Linked DNA regions of Mus musculus: all the other regions are linked to region 1. The links are chromatin contacts, called in public Hi-C, HiChIP or PLAC-seq and Micro-C maps. All regions are on one chromosome and are shown on one strand. The core of a region is the stretch at or near the end of the contact, and the rest is flanking DNA. Distances in the headings are between cores, read along the strand shown. Region 1 holds the start of 5730420D15Rik (RIKEN cDNA 5730420D15 gene). Region 2 holds the start of Tmcc3 (transmembrane and coiled coil domains 3). Region 3 overlaps Plxnc1 (plexin C1). Region 4 overlaps Gm32898 (a long non-coding RNA gene).

Region 1 (3,259 bases), core at 286-2,785:
CTCCAAAACGCGGACCGCGGCTCCTGCGGCTGCCGCCGCGGGCGCTGTCGAGGAATCGGCCGGAGCGTGCAGCCCCCGCCGGAGCTCCAAATGAGGCCGGGGCTGAGCCCGCAACAGCGAGCGCAGCGGGCCATGCCATCAACTGGGACTGAGGTCTTACCTCCACCGCCGCGACTGCCGCCTCCGCACTAGGCAGCCTCCCCAGCGGACAAGGGGCGGGGGAGCCAGGGGGCAAGGAGGGGTGTCCGTCTGAGTTCCCCGGGTGACGTTTATTTGTGGAAGGAGATGCCTGGGGATGCAATCGGCTCTGCGCTCAGTAAAAGCAACCGAGTTTTTCTGCGCCAAAGGCAGACAAAAATCCCAGGGATCGTCGCCTAGCTTCCCCCCCCCCTCTCCGCCCCAGGCTGACACCCCTGCTCGCCAGTGCCGGGTTTCCCTCCAGTTGAAGCGGAGGAGATGGGAGAAAGAGAAGGGGTGGGGTGGGGGAGCAAGGGCGGAGGCTGGCGGGGAGGAGCGGGAGATCAGGTTATTAGGATTATAAATTTGGGTAGCAGTTGTTGGGGGGTGGGGGTGCTCGGAAAATTTCCCGAGACCGAGAAGGAACCCGGGAGAGAGGAGGCAGTTGAGTCCGGATGGGGCAGAGCCCCGACTTGAACTCTCCCGGGGCGCCCTAAACTGCGGACGCCCAGGCGGTCCGCCGCCGCCCCCGTGCTCGCACCCCGCCGCCCTCCCGGCCACTGTCCCCCCGGGCGGAACCTTCGGGCTTCGCGAGCGGTACCTGCCGCAAGCTTCCGGGCTCCGGGCACAAGGGATCTTGAGGGCGCGCGCCTGGAGTCCCGGCGCGCACTGTCCGAGACCCGCGCAGCGTTGGCGGCTGCGGGAGGAAAGGCTCATGCTTCAGGGGGGAAGCCCAAGGCCCGGGAGCCGCAGAGGCGGCGAGACTTGGCAAGAGTTAACCGTCTGTCCCCGGAGCCGAGTGTGCGCGCGACTTCCCAGCCCGACGCGCCTCCCTCGCTCCCCGCCTCCCGCCCCTCGCGCCCCGCCCGGCCGCGGCGGAGGCCGCTTTCCAGGAACTTTCCAGGAATCCGCCTCACGTGACCGCAGCCCCCGCCAGCGCTTTAAAGAGGCCCCGGCCGCTAATGCGCAGGCTTCAAGGGAGCCGGGTGGAGAGAGCCGGTGCGGGTGCTGGTGCTGGTGGCTGCGGGGTGGAAGCCTGCGACTCCGCCCTCCTCTGACCCTGCACCTCGGGGTGCTCGGGAACAAGGAGAAGTCCCCAGCCAATGCCTATTAAGCCACCAGTACCTGCCCCTGTGTCTGCAACAGCTGAGCACCTCGGTCCCGCGAATAGCAGCCCCTCTTCTCCCCAGCCCTCCACGTAGGAGGGAACCTTTAGGCCAGCCATCCACCCCGCTGTGCGCCTGCCAGACGCGACCCTCCTCTCCTCCATGTGGGATGCAGGACCAGCGTGCGGGAAGGGGGCGGGGCTCAGATGTCCGTCCCTCCCTCTCTAAGACACACACAGAGCTAGAGCTAGCACGCCACTGCCCAGGTCGACTACCACTCCCGGGCACCTCGGGAAGCGAACCAGAGACTGTCCCCTCCGCCAGCATCCTAGAAGGCCAGGAAAGAGACGAGCTGAGCGCCTCCTTAAAGCTGCGCAGACTGCCCTCAATCCCTCCCCCCTGGAGCTCCAACTGGTAGTCCCCTGCATCAGCCTTGCCCAGCTTCTCCTTTCCTCCTCAGCTCAACTCCTGCTTGCCCTTCGGGAGACCCACCCTGGCCACCCTACAGAGGAGGTGCCCTTACCTGTGCCCGGGTGGGGTGCGGGGTCACAGGCCTGGTGCGTTTGTCTCTGTGAATCCTTGCAAAGCCAGGGACCCGGAGTTCGTATTGATCCCAGTACTTCTTTCCTATTGGGACCCTCACCTCCCACTCTGTAAGAGGCCACCTAGCCTCCGCGCCGGCATCCAGGCACGCCGGCTCCTGAAACGTGACCCACTTTGAATGTGACCTACTTTTTTTTTTTTTAACAGAAAAACAAAAACAAAAAAAAAACACTCATGGGAAAACCGGATTCGAAATTTCGATAACCATTTTTCTTTGAAATACTGTTCTGTTGCCCCACTGCTCAAAAGCTTGAAAGGTCAATGGCCACTTTTAGTTGAAGCTGTGTCTATGGGGAAGTTGGGCAAGGGTGGCCAGGAGAGGTTGAGAGAGGCGCGGCTTCCAAGCCTTGCCTGGTGCCCCGCCTGCCGGCCCTGGAAGGAAACACAACACGACCGGCCAATTCCAAGGCCCCGAACCAATTTTTATCCACAGTAATTTTTTTCCTCTTAAATAATTCTATGCACTTACAGAATGGTGAACGCGAGGGGAGGACATAAGCCAGCTTACAGGGGCTTTGTCAGCGATAGATTCGTATGTGTGGCCGCGGAGGGGGGAGGCTGTTTTCCTGGAATCTTTGATGGGAAGGATGCCTCTTACTCAAGTTTTAGAAAGCCTGTGTAAAGCCAGGGAGTAACTTAGCAGGATGCTTACCTTCTTTAGGTCCCTAACGTTTTCTGTAAACTTAAAAACAAGATGTCGGTGAAAGGTTAGCATGAACGGACAGGCGGATCCCTCTGGAGTTCTGTGTAGTGAGTTGGAGGCCCAAGTTAAACTTTTTAAGCCTCTACAATGTGCAGGGATAACTAAGACCAACGTTTTATGAATGGTTGATCCTTTCTTGGTAGAAAACCTCAGAGGAAGTGGAAGTGTGTGCCTGTGCTTCTGCACTCCTAAAGGGTTTTGGTTTTTTGTTGGTTTTTTTGTTGTTGGTGGTGGTGTTTTTTTTTTTTTTTTTTTTGAGATCATACAGATTAATTTTTCTTTGTCAGGTGTAGTAAATCTTCCAGCCTCCTTACTCTACTGAGTACTATGACCAAACCACCTGGCAGAGGTGATGGAAGGGAGGAAAGATTGATCTCGGTTCATGGTTCACAGGACACATTCCAACATGGCAGGAAGGCTTGGAGCCTGGAAAGCACCCTCCACGGGAGGCAGGAATTAGTGGTGCAGTCAGCCTTAGAAGGGAGACAGGAAACCGGTTTACATCTAGCACTCCGGTGCCCTACACCAGCAACTCACTTCCTTCAGCTGAGCCCCACAGTGGTCCTCATCCTCCCTAATGCAGCGACCGTTTAATACAGTTCCTCATATCATGGTGACCCCTCAACCATAAAATTATTATCATTGCTACTTTGTTTTGTTTTGTTTTGAT
Region 2 (3,226 bases), core at 435-2,934, 900 kb before region 1:
ATCATAACTGAAATCACACACACACACACACACACACACACACACATCACAATCTATGCTTTTTGCGTGGAAGAATTTACCTGAAAATCTCTCTGAGCCTGGTGTGTGTGTGTATGCATGCGTTTTGTGTGTGTGTGTGTGTTTGTTTGTGTTTTATTTTAAAGGTTCTTTTCCCCTTTAAGTGGCTTTAAATTAGGTTTCTGATTCTTTTTAAGTTTTAATAATTTACTCTACTTTTGTGGCCACATTTAAGATGTATACTCAGTGAAAAAACGATCAATAAACAAACAATCCTCCCATCTGCCCTGTAGCTGCTCAGTTCTCCTTTCCCAACTTAAGCTGCTTGTTCACTTATTCCTGTAGCTTTTTTTTTATCTTGTCAGAAATGTGCCCTGTGTATATATAAGCACAGGCATATATCTATATTTATGTATATGTATGTATGTATATGTATCTATATTTCTCTATATAGATATGATACACATTGCACTTTCAATAAATGGTAGAACACTATATTCTCCAGCACCTTGCTTTTCTTCACTTAACTATACATGCTAGAAATGACTCCACAGAGGGCCATCGCAACTGCTACACTTGTCTAATACTCCACTAAGTCGACATGCTTGGTTCCCTGGTCTCCTTGTGAGTGAATGACACATAGGTCAGGTTGTCCTCAGTCTTTGAAAAGGCCTCCTATCGAGAGTTCTTTATCTTTCATCAATGCCTCTCACAGGACTATCAGATAGATGTCTTAGACTTCCATCCTGATCTTGTCAACTTCTGGTTCAGGGAGCCCAGCAGCTTGCCAAACACCCACAGAACAAAGCTGAACTTAATGTTGAAAGTACATTCCCCCCACCCCCTACCCCCGACTCTCCGTTCTTCTACCTGATCCCTTTTTGCCTGAAGACACCCACTAAACCGACACCTTGAGGGTCCCCTCCCCCACCCCCACCCAACGCACAGACCTGTTTTCTCTCAGCCAGCTAGGGGGATAAACACCTCCTCCCCTCCCTGTAGGCAGATCACACTGCACTCTGAGCCTGTTAGGATCAGTGATTTAAAACCTGCCAATCCGGTCTCAGGGGCACGTCTCACGAAACCACTGGACCTTGTGTAGTTAATTTGGGGGTTAGGCAACCGATACCGCATTGATTACCAATCAGTACTTTTTCTCTTCAGATTCCAAATTCCTTGTGGGCAGGGAGCACTCGCTGGGACTAGAGAACGCTCAAGTGGAAAGATGTCCCGGTTTCAAAGTAGCTTACAACACAGTGAGTCACACAAGCACAATTAAGATACACAACACAGTGGGAGTGCCGCTCCGTGGAATACTAGATGGGAAAATGCCCCTCCGTCCTGGAATCCTTAGCCCACTGTCCAGGTCCAGGAAAGCTGTCCAGCAAGTAAGTGTGCCTGTTGAGTGAAATATGTATATATATTTCATTAAGGCATCCGGCAACCTCCTGTGTGCTCAAACCCGTCTTTTTTATCACACTCAAGTGGGTCCATAACCTGTGCCAGCGTCGCTCATCTGAGCCGGGAGAGGCGTGGGAGCGCGTGGGCCCCGTTCGCAGGCAGGGAGGGCAGCTGAGCCCGGCACCTGGAGCGGGTCTAGGCGCCGCGCGGGCGCAGGGGCGGGGAGCGGGGAAAGGGGCGGAGACTGTCGCCCGCCTCCCCACCCGGGCGGCGGCGCAGGGCCGCGGGGTGTCGGCAGCAGCTGCAGCGGCCCGCGCCACCCCCTCGGCCGCGGCTCCGGGGCGAGGGTGAGCGGAGCACGGCGAGCAGCTGCCACCCGGCGCCGAGTGGAGCGGCAGCCCCGGAGGACGCAAAGTTGTCAGTCTAAGCGCAGACATGCCGGGCAGCGACACGGCGCTCACCGTGGACCGGACCTACTCAGACCCCGGCCGGCACCACCGCTGCAAGAGCCGGGTGAGGGCGCGCGCAGGGCGGCGCGGGGGTGCGAGTCTGCGTGGGGAGGGCGCGGGCCGGGTCGGCTCGGAGGCTCAGCACCGTAGAACCCAACGCCGGCCTCTCCCGGCCGGGAAGGTCCGGGGAAAACCTGCGGCCCGGGGACGCTGGGCCACCGCTGGAATCGGAGGCTAGCCAGTCCTATTCCACGACGGTGTCGCCGGGCTCTCCTCCCCGCCAGAGAGCGCACGCTGCCTGCCGGGTCCCCGGGACTCCCAGGGTCTGGCTCCCTCCCGGCACAGCCACCTGCAGGGCTCTGCATTGCTGCTGCGTCCCCTGCCTGGCAGCTGAGTCCCCTGCACTGTACGCCCGGGACGCGCTGCCCAGGTCAAAAGTCGATCTCGGCATGGACGCTCCGGAGTTGGGAGCCGTGCAGAGCGGGTGCCTTCGCCACGGTTTGCAGCCTAATTTGCTGTTGCTGATTTTGGCTGTGAGCGAAAATAGCTCTTCTGAGCAAGCTGTGGAGACCGGCCATGGAGGGCTTCACTATAAAGACGGAGGCCACAGCCCCAGCTCTGGGCCCCTCCTGAGGAACACTTTCCCTTTTGGGAAGCTCAAGTGTCCAGCAAGGATGTGACACCCCCCCCCCCATCCCTTCTTTTGACGGACTAAAGTGCCATTTGAAACAGCACCTCCTCCACTCTGGCAGGCGGCACCTGGAGTTGTTCTCTGAGCCTCCCAACTTCTGGCTTGTCCGAGGAACTGGGGATTCGATGTCGGCTTTCTTGTATAAAGTTCGTAGAGATAGACCGGGCAGAGTTTCTACCCTTCCACCTCTAAGATCAAGTTGCGGCCATAAGTGATAGGCATATGCAGGGGTCCCTTATATATAATGTGGGTATGCAGTCACAATTTGAAACAGTAGTCGATTCTCCCAGAAGTGGCATGTTTACCTCATTTCTCTTTTCACTTTAGCGCCTCTTAATCAATTTAGGAAAAATGATTAAAAAAAAAAAACCCACAAATTTAATGAGTTTGGTGGAATCGCTCCTGCATCGACCGACTCTTTCTCGGTTTCATTAGAAGTTTCATAACAGTGCACCAGGAAAGTATTCCCAAACTCCCTAAGAAAAACATTTAGAGTTTTGGTTACCTGCAGTCAGAAGTTTGCTTGGGAGGGCAACTACTCGCGAACCCAGCTGACTGAAGGAAAGGTCTTTTTTCATAAAACATTTGTAACCCGGTGGGGGTGGGGGACAAACGTAATAGAGCAGTCACAGGTGAGACGGTAATGCTAAGATAATTTGAGAGCCTG
Region 3 (3,177 bases), core at 427-2,926, 590 kb before region 1:
AGTATTCCCTTCCCTGAACCTCTAAGGCTGGTCCCAGGGTCCCTGTCTCCAGCCCTCTCCTGTGAACACGTCCCACTGAATTGGGGGAGGGGGTTTTGATGGCCCAGATTTGAAGCCACTATGTTCAAAGGGACATTGGGTAGTTCAGGTATAGGCTGTGTTCTGCTTCCTGCCATCGGCTGAGGCATGCAGCCCTGGGGCAGTTTCGGTTCCCCCTAAACAATGAGGTTTCCAGGATCCATGGACACTAGGCCTGGTGGGGGAAAGGGGAGGGCTCCTCCCAAGCCAGAGTGCCTTAGTAAAGATGAAACAGTAGTTACATGGCTCCAATTGGAGCCCCCATGTTACCAAGTTCATCTGCAGAGCTAACTAATTCAGCTTCGAAAGGAGCATCCCTCTGGCTCTCTGTCTGATTTCCTGTGAACAGGAGGGTTACCGACAACCCTTTGGGGCCTCCCCTAACCTCTCCGCTCACCCCTGTCTCTGCCTTTGTACTTCCTCCAAGCACAGGTCCCTCCCTTGGTCTCCTGCCACCCTCTACCTCTCCTGGTCCACTTCCTCCCTGCCTCTCTTTGCTTCTCTCCCCTCTGCTGACAACTCCCCAAGTAGCGAGTAGCCTCTTCCTGATGCGGGACAGTAGCGAGTAGCCTCTTCCTGATGCGGGACAGAGAGGGGGATGTTCAGAAGTTTCCAAGGTGGGGCAAGGGGGACCAGTACCTGACATTTCGTTCTCATACGAAACTTCCTTTATTTCATGGTTCATTATCTCACCGAGATCTGCTTTCCGTCCACCCCCTTGGGAAAGGGCCTGACCACAAACCTAAGAACCTCACTTCTGCCTTTCTTACACATGGCAGAGACACACCAAGGGCCCTTGTGTGGGGACTGGGTTGGCCACATTGGTTGACGCAGAGGCCAGCCAGGACCCCCAGGGCTGGGCAGAGGAACAGCCACTGGCTCAAGGGCTCTCTAGTTAGGATTTTCCAGCATTCCCCAAATGGAGCTGGTGACATATGGCTTCACACTGCCCCTCGGGCCCTCAGTTCTAGCCCTATCGAGTCACCTCCAGCATCTTTTAAGGATCTCCCTAAGAACTTAGGTGCCTGTCCCCTACCCTGTGCCACATAGATACCTACTCAACCTAGATTTCGGTAGCAGAGGCAGGTTGAAAAACCTTTCTAGAGACACTGACTAGCCTAGGAAACCACCAGGCCACAAGATTTCTTTGTCGTCAACTAACACAAGGAATTGTATGTCTCATCTGTTGGGGGACATGTCTTCTCTCTTTAGATGACAGACCAGAGCTGACTATCAGCTCATTCAGAGGCTGGCACCATCCTCGCTACCCTCGGACCTACAGAATCACATCTATTCTGTCTGTCTTGAGCCCCCATAGGCAAAACAGCCATAAATGTACTTACCTCTGCAGACCATTAAGGGTTAAATGAGAAAAGATAATCCAAGCTCTTGGCCTGATGTCTGATGTATAGCCAACAGCAGTGCTTAATAGATGTCAACTGTCATATCTGTCCCTACCAGGCCTTGGAGTCTGGGAAGGGAGCTCACCTGAAGGTTGCTACCTGCTTAGCATCAATGAGCAGGGCAAGAGGAGGCCCCCCAAGCCCCTTGATAACTGGAGGGATTCTTCCACTGAAAGTGAAAGTCCCGCCCAGGACTGGCTGGCTGCCACTTCCTCTTGGGCACCGTGCCGCTCTCCCCCCTCACCACCGAGTGTTCCACACACTCTTGAATCAGCACAGAGAAGAAATCTTGACCCAGAATGCTTTGCTCAAGGGGGCCGCTTGGGCTTGGAGCCCAGATTTTTCTGAACACTTCTCCCCTTTCATGCCTAAAAGCAGCTCCTGCGAGTTCCTGGTAGGGAAGAGCTGGGAGTGAATTTCAAACCAGTAGACTTACCAGTGAATGGACACCAAGCCAGAAACACACAAGCAACAAAATGATACAGTGTCCACAGTGAACACGCTAACCCGGGGGACTCAGGCAGCTGGGTGGGTTGGGGCGCTGGGGAATGGACGCAGATAGCAAGCAAGCTTACTGGTTTTAAACAAAACCTCAGGGTGCGTGTTTGCTTTCTGTTTCCTCTGAGCATTGTACACATTAGCCACAGAGTTTTTAGAGAAGAGACTGGTGGATGCCATTCTAGGGCTTTTGGCTTAGGGTCAGCTGAGGATTAAGACCTGGGAACCTGGGAGAGGGTCTAGCACCTGTGTTCAGCAGTGGCCACCCACCCAGCCTCAGGGAGGCCCAAAGGCAGCTCTCTCCAGAAATAACCACTTGACACATCCCCAGAGCAGATGATATATACCAAGTAAACAGAAAAGGAGGCAGATTTCATTAATCTTAATAAACGGCCATTGCCTTGGGAGTGGGAAAAGTCAGTTAAAAAAATTTTTTTTAAATGTTGCGTATCTACTCTTAAGATTGCATTAAACATTAAACTAGGCACAGTCTAATTTAAAGTGCTGCTTGTGGATCTCAGCTTAAGCAGCCCTGTTAAAACCTGTGGCATAGCAGTGTATCTTATTCAGGGTTTAATTAGATTTTGAAGCAAGCTGCAAATACACAATTATGCCGTTTTGCTGGAATCTGGACGGCTGGTGAAGTTAAAGATGGATAAGAACCTCCCTCCATCCCAGGGCCTCAGAGCGATGAACAAAGACCATGTTCAACAGAAACACCCTGATTTTCATTTTAATATTTTATAATAATGGCCAATATTTATGGGGTTCTTACTCAGTGCCGAGCAAATGGTGTACTCCTGCTCATCTGGGCTTCAAAACAGCCCAATGATATTCATCTTTTGTTAACTCCACAGGTAACATGCCAAGAAGCGATGGAGCCGTCTTAACTCCAGACCCAGCCCTGGGCTCCAATGCTCATAGAAAGTTTGGACTCTGAAAGATTTGAAGGTTCAATGAAATTCAACCATATGCCATAGTCACTTCAAGAAAGTGAACTCGGAGGACAGAAGGCTCTTTGGGGATTTGCTTTACTGCTGAACACCTGGGAAGAAGGGACCGTCATTAGCTGCCAGTGTGCCAGTGAGTAATGAGTATTTCCAACATGTTTTAAAGGACTCAAGAACAGTTTGTGCTCATCAGCGTTTTAAACAGTCTCAGGTCTCGGGACGTTTTCCTACATAGGCTAGCAGAATCA
Region 4 (3,112 bases), core at 604-3,103, 810 kb before region 1:
TCTCGAGATCGAATCCAGTCCTGACACTCTCTGTGTGAGCATGCTCAGCACCGCTCATTACCCTGGACAAATGTGAAACCCCATCTCATGGGCCCCTTTCCCACTCTGCTCTCTGAGCATGACTCCTCATTCTTGCCAGGATGAATTCTCTGAGTTTCCAGTGTCCTGCCTGAAACTACATGGTATCTCCTCTCAGAGCTGAGACTCTGAGGATTTCATGGTCCTTTCTAACACATAGGGGTGTGTGTGTGTGTGTGTGTGTGTGTCTTTGTGTGTATGTCTGTATGTATATATCTGTGTGTCTGTGAGTGTGTGTCTGTGTGTAAGTATGTATCTGTGTGTGTAAGCTTGTATATCTGTGTGTGTTTGCACGTGTGTCTGTGGGTTTGTGAGCGTGAGTATGTATGTATCTGTGTATGTCTATGTGCATATATGTAAATGTGTGTGGTTGTATGTGCATGTGAGTGAGTATGGGTTAGTGAGCATGCATGTGTGATTGTGTGTGTGTGTCTATGTGTGTCAGTGTGTATGTATGTCTGTGCAGGTCTGTGTGTATGTCTATGTGTGTCTGTGTGTGCCTGTCTCTATGTGTGCATGTACACAAATGTGTGTGCTTGTATGTGGATTTGGTGACTGAGTATGGGTTAGTGAGTACATGTATGTGTGTGTTTATGTGTATGTGTGTGTGTGCATGGATATGTGTGTGAGCTAATATTTGGAAAGCTGTCTGTGACCTGCTCCGAGTGACTTTTCTGAAGAACACTGAAGAACTTTAAGACACAGCTCCCACATTCATGAAGATTTTATCTTCTAATTGGCTGCATAAGACACTAACACATGAAGAAGCTAGAAAGTAGTTAAACTACTGTGTGTGTGTGTGTGTGTGTGTGTGTGTGTGTGTGTGTGTGTGTGTGTGAAACATGGGGTACAAACTGGGGCCCATGATGGTGTAAGCCCTTAAGGGCATCTTGGCCAGCACAAGCATTGTCTTTCAAATTGTCTTATGTGTTATAACATAAGATTTAGTAACTGGCCATCTTAAGGTGTAGAGTCCAGTGGCTTTCTGTACATCCATGTTGCTAGGCAACCATCTCTACCTCCCATTCCCATCCTGCAGAACCAAAACCCCACCTCCACTCAGTAGTAGCTGTCTGTCATTGCCCTCTCGCCCTGGCCACCATCATTCAACTATCTCTGTGACCATGATTACCCTAAGAACATCATACACACAGTACGTAGCCTTCTGTGATTGACACCTCACTGAGCAGTCCTCTAAGCTCATCCGTGTCGAAGGCTGTATCCACATTTTAATCCCGTTTAAGGCTAAGTAATACTATTTTGCAAACGTACACCACACCTTGTTACCTGTTTGTCTGGCAGTAGAGATGGGGGCTGCTTCTGTATTTACACCTCCTGTGACTAATCCTGTTATGAACACAGGCATGCAAATAAATCCTCGCTGCTTTCAGAAACACGGGGCTCCATCCCCAGAGCTGAAGTCGCTAAGTCACACTCCATTCTTCTTAGTCTTTGGAGAATCTGGCACGCAGTTTCTCAGATTGGCTTGCCTCCTGTTATATTCCCACCAGCCGAGCGCAGGATTCCAATTTCCCCTCACCCTTGCCAGCACGTTCCAGCTTCTACTTCTTTTCATTTTTTGATGGTAGCCATCATAATAGGTACAAAGTGGCCAGCAATTGCTTTAAAAAAATTTTTTATATAGTTGCTAATGTTTAAGGTCTTCTTGTTTCTAATCCACATTCCCACTTCATTTGAGAGACTGTAAGACTCTGGCGGGCCTCAGCCTGCACTTGCCTCTGGTGACAAGTGTCTGGAGCCAAGCAGCAGCTGTGCCCCTGGCAGGGACAGGGTCTGCATAGCCAGCTCACCTCACTGTCTCTCTGCATGGGCTCTTGCACACAGGGCCAAGGCAATGCCTCTCCCGCCAAGGTTGTTGCTTTCCGTAGCACAGTCAGGAAGAAAGAGAGCTGTTTCATATACCTACCCTTCATGAACTCGGAGAAAGATAGACACCAACAGGAACACTGGCAGCCAGCACAAGGTAAGGGAGGCTGCTTAGATTTAACCCACAAACACCATTCCTCACACTAACCTATTCCCTGCCTGGCCCTGTAGGCACTAGGCTTGTGGTCCTGGCTAAACAACTCAGCTGGGAGGTATTCCCAGACAAGGGTTGTGCTGTGAGCTGGTCCAATCAGGCATTTTGGAAAGGGAGGTAGAGTTTCACCTCTGCTTGAAATCTGATACATCAATCAGACTTGAGCTTCATCAATATAAGTCATATAAGTTGGCTCCCTCATACTTCAGGAGGCTACAAGCCCAACATGGAGATCTCTGCAGGGCTATCTTCTGAGGCCTGGCTGCTGGGCCTGTAGAGGTTCTCTTTCGTGTTGTCCTCTCACCATCTTGCTCTGTAACTTGATCCTGTGGCGTAGTGTTCTTTACTTGCGGGATGTCAGTCATGTTGGATTAGAGCCCGCCCACAGGACCTAGTACCTTAACTGTCTGGCATGATGCTGTCTCCAGATGCTTGAGGCTTCCGCATGAGAACTGTTGAAAAGATTCATTCCACAGCAGATGGAAAGAACAGGAAGGAGGGATGGGAGAGACACAGTGGCCTTGGAGTTTAGCTTCTCAGTACCTGTTATGTTGCTAACATTACAAATTGTCACAAATGTTAGTTGAAATATAGAAGTTACATTTTTTTTCCCAGAAGAGCACTCAAATCAAGTATGGGCAGGGATGGGGCTAGAGTAGAGGGGCTAGTCTTCTACCCCTGTTAGCTTCTAGAAGCTCCATAGCTTTCTGTGGTTTGCAATCCCCATGAGTCTGAATTCTGCTCCAATCACATCTCCTCCTCCTCCACTTCTTCTTCCCTGTCCCATTGGTCCTCCCAGATTTCCCTGAAGCTCTTCCCACACTAAGATTCTTTACCACATTTGTAAAGCCCTCTGGCCATGTAAGATAACTAATACAGGTCATAGAATAGTGTTGCATGTAGTTTTATGCTCTATCCTCCTTTGACCCCAAGAGTGGCCACAATACTAGCCCCCTCCCAGCTTCCCTTGAATCCTTGGATAAAAGACACAGA

The links. A called contact is a pair of places that touch in the nucleus more often than the background predicts. HiChIP or PLAC-seq counts read pairs in DNA pulled down with a chosen protein or histone mark.
Region 2: a contact with region 1 is called in a Micro-C map of embryonic stem cells, with 2.5 times the contacts expected there. The contact joins the promoter of Tmcc3 here to the promoter of 5730420D15Rik in region 1. A contact is called at or near these places in 2 of 484 Hi-C or Micro-C datasets (both in embryonic stem cells), 2 of 115 datasets of contacts at active chromatin or transcription factors (astrocytes and embryonic stem cells) and 1 of 9 other capture datasets (adipose tissue).
Region 3: an H3K4me3 HiChIP or PLAC-seq map of bone marrow-derived macrophages shows a contact between it and region 1, with 3 times the contacts expected there. The contact joins the enhancer-like site here to the promoter of 5730420D15Rik in region 1. A contact is called at or near these places in 1 of 39 promoter capture datasets (pre-B cells), 5 of 115 datasets of contacts at active chromatin or transcription factors (astrocytes, bone marrow-derived macrophages, large pre-B cells and 2 more) and 1 of 9 other capture datasets (macrophages).
Region 4: a contact with region 1 is called in a Hi-C map of cerebellum, with 1.9 times the contacts expected there. The contact joins the enhancer-like site here to the promoter of 5730420D15Rik in region 1. A contact is called at or near these places in 5 of 39 promoter capture datasets (cranial neural crest, hippocampal neurons, liver and 2 more), 17 of 484 Hi-C or Micro-C datasets (B cells, the C2C12 cell line, the HPC-7 cell line and 12 more), 13 of 115 datasets of contacts at active chromatin or transcription factors (VIP interneurons, acute myeloid leukemia, astrocytes and 10 more) and 2 of 9 other capture datasets (adipose tissue and liver).

The regions. Positions count from the first base shown.
Region 1 is chr10:95,415,840-95,419,098 of GRCm38.p6, forward strand. 5730420D15Rik (RIKEN cDNA 5730420D15 gene) reads left to right here and starts at 1,536. Exons shown (of 5, transcript NR_045339.1): 1 at 1,536-1,840. Socs2 (suppressor of cytokine signaling 2) reads right to left here and starts at 1,018. Exons shown (of 3, transcript NM_007706.4): 1 at 779-1,018.
Region 2 is chr10:94,513,173-94,516,398 of GRCm38.p6, forward strand. Tmcc3 (transmembrane and coiled coil domains 3) reads left to right here and starts at 1,685. Exons shown (of 4, transcript NM_172051.3): 1 at 1,685-1,932. The coding sequence starts at 1,855. It overlaps Gm40743 (a long non-coding RNA gene), which reads right to left and starts at 1,707. Exons shown (of 3, transcript XR_871960.2): 1 at 1,516-1,707; 2 at 1,160-1,416.
Region 3 is chr10:94,827,870-94,831,046 of GRCm38.p6, forward strand. All of the region lies in intron 20 of Plxnc1 (plexin C1), which reads right to left. Among named protein-coding and RNA genes, the nearest start is that of Plxnc1, 120 kb to the right of the region's middle. Within about 2 kb of position 1,677, at least 232 of the 459 cell types and tissues checked have an H3K27ac peak or open chromatin away from gene starts, as enhancers often do. A contact at or near this core is called in astrocytes, bone marrow-derived macrophages, pre-B cells and 2 more, where this site is marked.
Region 4 is chr10:94,610,273-94,613,384 of GRCm38.p6, forward strand. Gm32898 (a long non-coding RNA gene) reads right to left here. Exons shown (of 5, transcript XR_001779842.1): 4 at 1-3,112. Among named protein-coding and RNA genes, the nearest start is that of Gm32898, 12 kb to the right of the region's middle. Within about 2 kb of position 1,854, at least 2 of the 459 cell types and tissues checked have an H3K27ac peak or open chromatin away from gene starts, as enhancers often do. A contact at or near this core is called in cerebellum, where this site is marked.